Linked DNA regions of Cyprinus carpio: region 2 is linked to region 1. Evidence: chromatin contacts called from public Hi-C data. All regions are on one chromosome and are shown on one strand. Each heading gives the region's core, a stretch centred on a gene start, on an enhancer-like site or on the middle of the called end of the contact. The rest is flanking DNA. Distances are from core to core; before and after follow the strand shown.

Evidence for each region. Hi-C and Micro-C count contacts between places; a contact is called where the count stands out from the background.
Region 2: a Hi-C map of skeletal muscle shows a contact between it and region 1, with 5 times the contacts expected there. The contact joins the promoter of LOC109085276 here to the enhancer-like site in region 1. A contact is called at or near these places in 5 of 8 Hi-C or Micro-C datasets (liver and skeletal muscle).

What each region holds. Positions count from the first base shown.
Region 1 is chrB6:17,696,671-17,701,679 of ASM1834038v1, forward strand. No RefSeq gene overlaps it. Among protein-coding and RNA genes, the nearest start is that of LOC122137682, 4.5 kb to the right of the region's middle. Within about 2 kb of position 3,076, at least 1 of the 8 cell types and tissues checked has an H3K27ac peak or open chromatin away from gene starts, as enhancers often do. A contact at or near this core is called in skeletal muscle, where this site is marked.
Region 2 is chrB6:17,832,583-17,837,591 of ASM1834038v1, forward strand. LOC109085276 (cysteine protease ATG4C-like) reads right to left here and starts at 2,663. Exons shown (of 11, transcript XM_042725991.1): 1 at 2,511-2,663; 2 at 2,041-2,164; 3 at 1,822-1,905; 4 at 1,406-1,639. The coding sequence starts at 2,152. LOC109092740 (dedicator of cytokinesis protein 7-like) reads left to right here and starts at 4,161. Exons shown (of 48, transcript XM_042725999.1): 1 at 4,161-4,315. The coding sequence starts at 4,278.

The DNA.
Region 1 (5,009 bases), core at 1,826-4,325:
TAAGATTTTGCCAACCTTTTAATATGTCTTCCAATATTTTTAAACATGTATTAAAAATAAATGAATATCTTATTCTTAGTCAGCTTGTCTTCTCACAGACTTAGTAAGGATACTGAATATGAATTTGGAATTCAGTGTCCTCCTTATCGAGCAAATCTTCTGCAAGAATGTAATACGTTTAAAATATTTTGTCCTGGCAAATATAATTAATAAATATTGTATTAATAATTGGTAACATTTTGCAATAAGGTTCCATTAGTTGATGTCAGTTAATGAATTAACCTAGAATGAGCAATACATTCGTTACATTATTTATTAATCTTTGTTAACAGAAAAAAATGTTCATAGATAATTTATGTTAGCTCAGGTCTATTAAATAATATTAACGGATAACAACTTTTGGTTTTAATAATGTGTTATTAAATGTTGAAATTGAACATTAACTCATAAATTCTTAATAAGTATTTGTCTTTGTTAGTTAATGCATTAACTAATGTTAACAAATGAAACCTTATTAAAATCAAATAAAAGTAATATTAACAAGGTGGTTTCAAATTTGGTCTTTCATTCGCTTTTTAATACCTTTTCCCCATCAGAATTCTGTTCCTCAGGTCTAAGGTGCAAAAATCATTCAAGGACCTCATGAAATACAGGCAACAGCTGGAAACATTAGTGGTATGTGGATCTAATATAGTAAGAAAACCACAGTGTATCATTTTGTAGTGTATGTACTAAAGGATTGTTTATAGATTGGCCCTACTACACTTAGACTAGTTCAGGGTCTGAACCACCAGACATACATTTGGTGATATATTAGATATATTTGGTGCCTCAATCCTGTATACATGGTACAGACATATACTAGGCTAAGCTTATTTTGATGTGTGAAGCAACTTATTGAGGTTGCAACAGAAATGCCATATATAATGGCAGATTGTTCTTATATGAATGTTTGTTTGTAGCCAGTAGAGGGCAGTAGTGAGCTGAGGAGTCTCCTGCTGATGAGTCCTGCTGATCTACAAACTGAACTCAAGAGACATGAGAATCTGTGTGAGTCCTTTCTCTTTTCTGCTGTGATGCATTAACTGCATAATGCATGGATATAAAATGATTCACTTTCTCAAGGTCGCTTTATAGACATTGTTTAAACAATTTATTTGCTATTAAGAGTATTGGCTATCAATTCTTGCTGTGTGTGAAACATAAAACGAAATTATTTACTTTCTAGGTGCTAAAATTGCATCTTGTGCACATAGAGCAGACACAAACAAGGGCCATTTCCAAGGTGAGTGAATTTGGAATCAAATGAATGTTCAGAATTGACTTTGAGAATTCATTTACAATTTAAAAGCATGAACGAAAACACTTATCTTAAGTGGATATTCAATCTTAAGTAATTCTGTCAGATCAGATAGCAAGCAGTACAAAATTAGTTATGTTTCAAATCTTGAATGTTTCCCTATCACAACACAGTCTTTGTTACACACTGACACAGGGATAAATGATGTGCCATTTAGAATTCCAATTACAGTATGATGATTTTGAGCCCACTGCTTTCCTTAAAAGAGAAAGAGAAAGAAAACATTTTGTGTTCCACTTATATGTGAGTCATGATTGATTTCAAGCACTAGCACAAGTTCTTGATCTTGGTCACATGGGACCCCTGAATAGCCATTTATGAGATTTCATTTGTCAGTTCGGCGTGTTCATAAACATTTGTCTGGATCTTCGCACAAATAAAAGGTTCTCTTTTTCATTTTCCTAACACAAACAAGCCAGAACTCGTCTTCGTGGGACAGAATTAATTCGATTATTTCAAGCACACATTCAGCCCCCAGCAAAGCTGCACTTGTGATTCAATCGCACAATGGTGATTTGTTGCAACTCAATGGTTGGATTGTGATGAAGTTCAACGTGTTTTTAAGATAAGGTCGCCTGAAATTGTTTTAATTAGTCACACTCGAGGACCTCTGCGTATATGTTGCTTGTAGCTCGACACCAAAGGAATATCACAATCTTGATCACACGGTGGAGCATGAAATATATCAATGTAGAGAATAACAACAACAGTAAAAAGAGTGGTTTCACATTTACGTCCCGAGAAAGAGAATCAACCCTTTTAAAACATTATAGCATGCATTGACAAGAAAAAAAATGCATAAAAAAGCCATTTTGAAAAATTACCATCACAAGAATAAATTGCATTTTAAAATATTATATTATATTATCTTATATTATATTGTTATATATCAACATAATTTATCAACATTTTAATTTAGATTTTTTTTTTTTATTTGTGCCTATTTCTGGCTTTTTCTGTGTTGGAGTTGTGAATTAGATTGCTATGACAAAATCAAATTCCTTGTCTCCAGGAAAAGATTGTGATTGTCCACGAAAACATTTTCACAGAAACGCAGCTAAACATGGATTGTTTCAGTAAGCAGACTTCATTTATCAAACTAAACATCAGAGTATGTTCTGTACAAATAATGTGTTACATTCGAGTACTTACATTCTAATTAGTGTTTGAAGTCAAAGCTTGAAGTGACTTCAGGTTCCCTAATTTGTGTTCATATGGTTATTGGATATTTTTCTCCATTCGCAACTGGCCCAGAACTATTTTTGCGGCTTTAAATAAATGATACTTAGACAAATCATATGTAAGTAGTTGAAGATGTTGTATTTGAAGCTCTCTTGGGACATCATTAGGTCCTGGCACGGATCACTAATACCCTGGATTTCATAGAGACACATCATTGCTATTAGAGTTCTCAAACAGACAGTGGCACTTGAGCAATACAGGAGCTGGTGCGGATGACATATGATGCCGAGGATATGGCACTACTTGTGTAAAAGCAAGCTGAGCACCAGGCAGCGTGATACCGCCAAGACAGCTGAGAAAATCCACAAGGATATTTTAACTTTGACAGGCAAACCGCTGAATCCATGTCTCTAACGGAAGCCCCTTCATCTAATGGCTTCCCAAAACATAACCTTGGGCGAAAGGGCAACTGGCAAGCAAGATGTTTATGGCGAAACTGACAAAAGTTTTTCCCAAGCGTTCAAGAGAGACCATCCCTCCTAAACAATCAGATCGGCTGTAAATTTTCTGGCTCATTCAGGCATTACCAAGTCCCGATCTTCACGCTACATGTTGCTGATGAGCGCAAAATGGGAAAAGAGAGAGTGCAATAATTCTGAGGCAAGTTTGTCGCCTGGACAGAGGGTATTGATTATTTCTGTGTGGCGAGAGATTTGGAAAATTCAATTAAAGGAGCTGAGCAAAGGATTCATAAATCGGCCCATTCTACGCCTATACGGAGACATTGTTATGTTCTCAATCAATGTTGCACTTCACAATATATTTTCTTTGGAGCATGAAAATAAATAACATTTAAACAGTTCTGCTTACCGCTGAAACAAATTTGATCTTCTCCGTCTTCACGCGGCAGCCTCCCGTGCGCATCAGCAGATGTAGTAACGTATTTTTATGGCAAGTTTTCCATAAGAAAATCCTATATAATATGAATTTTGCGATGACAAAGTAAGAAGGAAGGGGACGGATCAGTAGTATAAAAATTGATCAGGCCGCAGATGGGGTAGAGCCATGGGAGATTTGTAAGACAGCCTTAATAGACTGTATTAAAAATTCCTTAAAATGTAATAAAACAAATAGGTTTTTGGTTCTTGGCCGGGATGGGGTCACAGACCCTGCTAATATCACATCAATCCTGGGCTGCTGAAGGATAAATGGGGTCTGTTTGGGGAACATTTTAGTCTTTTTGATGGAAAACACCAGCACAATTAAAGAACTGCTGTATATTAGAGGGCTTTGGGAGGGTGGGGAGGGTAGAGTTGAGCAACTCTCAGCATGTGTTTTGCTCTCTGTTTTGTTCACACGCGTCCCGCAGGAGTAGGAGAAGCATTTAGTCAGTGCATTTCAGATCATTTGCATTTAGATCATCTAGCAGCTCTGGCAGCTGCAGCAGTCTACAAAATCTATGAGTGATGGATGGATTTACTTGATAAGTTACATGTGCACGTGTCTCATTCATGTATTCACAAAATGATCTAGTCTCTTAAGCTAGATAAAGTGTGTGATGATCTATCTATGTTGCTTTCACAGGGATCAAACAGACTGGCAGCTCTTATGAATTTCTGAAGGCAATCTTAAGGTATGCCCCCCCCCCACCCCACCCGGGTTTGTTTTTTACTCATTGTAACTTTAAAAGCTTGTCACATTACAGAGATTCATGTAATTCTACAGCAACTAGTAGTGGTTTTATACAGTAGGGTGGGCTGTTTTGACCCTGCACACCCTAGCAAAAGTCTAGCAACTACCTAGGGTCCTTTGGTAACAAGCTAGCACACTAACAGAAAGTTATTTCTAGGTAATTTTAATTAAAAATGACATTTCTAGTTAAATATTGTTCTATATAAAATGAATGCTGTTCTTTTGAACAGTTGTATTCATTAAAGAATCCTGAAAAAGTCTAAAATAATAATAATAATACATGTTTCTTGAACTTTCTTGAAATCAGCATACAATAATGATTTCTGCAGGATAATGTTATATTGAACACTGGAGTAATGGATGCTAAAAATGTAGCTTTTCCATCACAGGAATAAATTACATTTTAAAATATTAAAATAGAAAACAGTCATTTTAAATTGTAAGAGTATTTCACAATATTACAGTTTTTACTGTATTTTTTTATTGTTAAATACATGCATCTTTGGTGAAAATAAAAGATTTTTACTGACTCCAAACTTTTGCACTGCAATGTAAGTCTATCAGTCCATTTAATCTCAGTCCTAAATATTAATTTAATAGACATGGTATATTATAATATATGATGGAGTTTTACATGCAATATGCTTTTTTGTTTGCATATAATTCTGTGCACAGTCGCAAATGGAACGGTTCTGGTTTTGGCAGAGCAGCGGTTCTCTGTCAGCTTGTTTGATGTATACTGAACATCTTGTCAGTCTGAAAGCGGCGAGATGTC
Region 2 (5,009 bases), core at 1,413-3,912, 140 kb after region 1:
TCCTGTCTTTCAAAAACATCACCAACGTAAATGATTCCACACTTTTGACCAGTAGTGTAATTATAATCTTTATTTTCATAATTACCTTACAAATGATATCTATTAAGAAACAATGCAGTAAGAAACAATGGAGCAGAAGTCTTTCAGAAGTCCTAAAAGTTTGTCCTAGATTTCAGAGTGACAGACATATTTAAATTTGACTTTTAAATAGACAGTGGGGCTTGTGCTTTAAGAACAAAAGTCCAATTACGATACTCAGCTTAGTCAGTATTTCACTTTTATTACATTTTATCCTCACAAACAGAGTGGGTGTCTGAAATGGTGTAAGTACAAGTGCTGAGGGTCATAAAGGTGCCGGACCTGGCTGTGGGGCCATAAGGCAATGACCTTGCTACTTGTCAAGGCCTGTAATTGGCTAATAAGTATATTTTATTAGCCATTAGCCTCTTTATAGACAGATATTTCTATAATGACATATTTCATTATAGACGTGGGCTCTGGATGACGCTTCAATGTTGTTTTTTGAATGAAGGTATTAAACTGGCAAATGTCGTGGCCTGTTCACCATATTACACAAAACTGCCCTCCGTCAATCATATGAGAACTCATTCATTAGAGAGTGACAACCTCTGACACTGAAATACCCAACCTCTGAAATGAAAAATTAATACACAATTTCAGTATGCAAATGAGGAGATGAAAACTTCGGCTTCTTAGATTTAAGCAACAAACACCTCAGAATGGTTTTTGCAGCTCTCACATTGACTGTTTTCATATGAAAACTGTTATATTCTTTTTTTTTTTTAAATTCTACTGTTTAAACAAATTGTTTGGCCAAAAATAAAAATGTGAAAAATGAAGTAATCCACATGACTCTAGTCCATCCAATCAAACACCTTGTTAAGCAAAAAGCTGTATGTTTGTAACAATAATAAATTCATCATTAAGACATTTTAACTAAAATTTGAGTCCTCTATCCATAATATTGCTTTCTCCAGTAAAAAAGTAGTTTCGTCTGAATTAGGAGAGAAGTATATGCACAGATCAAGCATGGATAACATGCGAACAGTTCTAAACAAATATTTTGGTGAGAAGAAAACATAGGATGGACTTTAAGGATGGTCATTAAGGACTCTAAATGTCATAATGATGGATGTTTCTTACAAACACACAGCTTTTCACTTCACAAGATGTTAATAATGGACTGGAATCATGCTTTTATCTGTTGTTTGGACACTTTCTGACAGCACCTATTCTCTGGTGAGCAAGTAACGTAATGCTAAATTTCTCTAAATCTGTTCTAATGATGAAACTAACTTATCTATGTTTAGGAAGGCCTGCCGGTGAATACATTTTCAATGTCACATAGAAATACATACATTATACACATATGACCCGATCTCACCTCTACCCAAGATGTGAAGCAAGAGAGCCTGGGCCAAGATCATCTGCCCTGCCCGGAGTGTACAACCCCACCCACAGTCTGAGGTGATGGTGGAGCCAGGAAGAGCAGGAAACTCTTCTCGATAGGTCAGCCAAACTCGTGAGGTGAAGTCCTTGCGAAATCCATCAACATTACCTGTTACAATATCGTCATCTAATGCCTCGGCAGTGCAACTCTCAGTAGGGCTTTCATCATCTGAGGACAACAGTTAGCATAAACATTCCATTATACACCTAGAATATTAGTGGGTAAATTTTATTTTAAAATGCAAGATATATTAAATATTAAACATAAATTTAATATACACAAATAAAACTTTGTGAAGCGATTTGACAGATTATCAAATCGGTTTAAACGTTCTGTGTAAATCATCTTACCCACAGCCTTGAAGTGGTAGCATTTCCCCAACAAGAAAACAGGAGAATTACGGCTGAAGGCAGTTTTTGACTTAAGAGCCCAACCTGAAGGGTTAAAAACACTTCATGATTAGTCACGTGTACAGGTATGTCAATTTTGTGACATGTGAAAGACTGTCAGATGAACCGGAAATTAACACGTTAACATCCTAGTGACATGTAAGATCTCTCGTTACGTACTATATTTCACATTGTGCCATGCTGACATAACCTTGGACTTCAGTTTCTCCACCTCGTCGGTCCCTTTAGTCTCCATTTGAACAGCCACGGAGCAGAACCCATCACAACACATACGATGGAGTTTCTGTGAAAAGTTTTCAGTACGGCCAAAACAAGTTAACTTCCATCGTACTTGGAAACATGCCATTGATTTTACTTTCTTTAATGCTTAGATGACATTTCCACCACAAGCATTAATGCGATAACGTTGCATATGAAATAACCATCAAATCACTGGCAAGAATTTTAACATAACATTAACAGAAATGCATCTCAAGATAACTGTTAATGGCTGACTAACTTAGCATGCTAATTAATCAGCAAACTTGTTCAGTTTACAAAACTGCCAACAATAAGCGTAAATGCAAACAAGTGGCGAATGCTTTGTAAAATAAGCAATTAAACAATTAAATATAAACTTTAAAACATACCTGCTCGCATGTCTTGTTATACTTATCTCACTGTGCATCTACTCACTTCTGTTTACATTTTGAGGAAGCGGCCATCTCGTTCGATCTCGCGGTATTTCAGATATTCTCCCGTCTGGCGCTGTCACGATAGTGATAGGACATCTGACTCAGAGCCATCTCTCTACGGCTCCGGTCTGACTCATTTCCACTAAACGGTTCTTTTGAATTATTCTTTCTAAAGAACTGTACAATTTTTTTTAATAATAATAATAATAATAATAATAATAATAATAATAATAATAAATTATATATATACTTTTAAAATCAATTTCATCTCTCGGCTGGAAAGTTTTTTTTATGTTATAATAAAATAACATTTATTAAGACCAACTTAATCAGCATACTGATAAAACTGTCATACAATTAAGTAGCAAGAAATAATATTTACAGTGTGTCTTTATTTGTAAGACGTTTGTTATTTGTCTTTTATGAGTTTGACAGTGGTTTGACATTGTTTTTTGAACCGGTTTTGTGAAATTTGTCTATTACTTAAGGTTTTCTGCACATTATAAGCATTATTTTGCTTTTTACGAAATATCATTATATTATTTATGATCAGAAGAGTCAAAATGGAACAACCACTATTACAAACCCGATGTGTTTATACACCAATAAAGCTGTCATTGTCTACAGATTACACGACTGGTGGAAGTGTTAACGGATGCATTTCACACTTTTCCCTACACAGATAGCTTCCTGTAAAAGAGCCCTCTATTGTACGCACAGGATATGAATCACTGGGAAGACTCCAACCCACGATCCCAAAAGACCGAAAGATGGTGTGCGTTTATTTTTCCGGCTTTACGGTACGTTCTCACCTCTCTTGTGCGTCTGGAGCGCGTTATTTTCATAGACAGTAAAAGAAATGGACACAGCGACCCCATTGGAACTCAATTGAGACAAGTGAAGCCCGTTTTTAGCGATTTTTAGAACTTCCGTTTCTGACGCGCAGACTCAAACTAAGCTTGATGACGTCAGCAACCTGTCTGACAGATGTAAACCTTCTAGTAGCTGTGCGTGCAAACTGCCATCGTTAATCTTGCAGAGACGGCGAGCTCGAGCGGGGAGTTCTTTGGCCTGAGTGAGCAGGAGTAAGTATTCTGATTAATTATTTTGTATAGTATTTTAAAGATGTAACGCCAGTACGCCATATCTCTTGACGTCTCCCCGATTGCCTGCGAGCTTCTCCTCCTGTCTGTACGGTAATTTCTCTACTGTGCGACAGAGAGTCGAGTGGTTATGACGCAATCGTTAGCCTATTTTTTACAAAAACTGTTTCTACGGGGCCATAATGTAACATAGAAGGTAATGGAGCCCTTTATACATTGTCGTGTATCTTTAGAAATAAATAATGGACAAATGGAGTCTTTAAACGCCTCAGATGTAAAGTTATTCGCTGTCAAAGTGACGCAAAAGTGAATGGGAGTCAATGGGATGCTAACGCAAGTGAAGTTCTGCTACAAGATGGCGGCACGCGGCCGACTTCAACTTACGGTCGACTTCCTTGCCCCCTGGTTATTTTCCCCAGCCGTATTCCGACAAGTCCCGCCCCCGGCTTTCTCTCTGTTTATTATGGTTACTACGGCTTTATGAGTGACTTCTCAACTGTCCAATCACAGACTTAATCTAGGCTTCAGGAGGCGGGGCTTGTGAAAATACGGGTACGGGAGGGGAAGGAATATCGCGGCTGGAGCGCTGGAGTTACTCGAGCACTCAGCGGCTACAGTCATGGCTGAGCGCCGCGCATTTGCCCAGAAAATCAGCAGGTAAGGATATCTAACGCACTTCCAAGCTATTTCGTTTAAATATATTCTCCCAGCGGCCTGCGACCATTCTTTGTCTGCTGCCTGATGCAGCTGGCGAGCGTGCCAGTCTTTCCCAAATAAGGCCTAGGCATTGAGTTAGCTGGAGCAGACGCTGAGTTTATAGGCTGTGTCTCAAATCCTAGTGAGCTGCCTACCCAGACTACACGTTTTGGTCTAATAGGCGCGTTTGGAATGCCGTCTAGGTAGATACCTTACTAGGTTTTGAAGCACATCCATAGAGATGCCCGAGTGACCCACCCTAAGCTGCAAGACAGCAGTATGACGCCTTTGTGCTTCTGTGCATTAAAATCAGACTTTATCCATGGGTCTATAATCCATAAATGCGCCTTTTGTTAAACCCATCTAGGGATTTAACGATGCAGACGAGGGGGAATCAATGAAATGCAGGGTTTATTGTTTGTGAGACGATGGCTTGACATACTGACACATCGGGTTGATCATGAATTGTTAAACTGTCAGTATGCAAGCATATGGTATACATTAGTGTAGTAGTCAATATACAGTCATATAGTATATGGTTAGTGCACAACGGCTTTGATTACAAGACGATGATGTTAAACTCAGAAGTAAATAACGAAACTGAAAAAAAAATGTAAACAATGACCTTAAGCCTGGAGATCATGAGTAATAATTA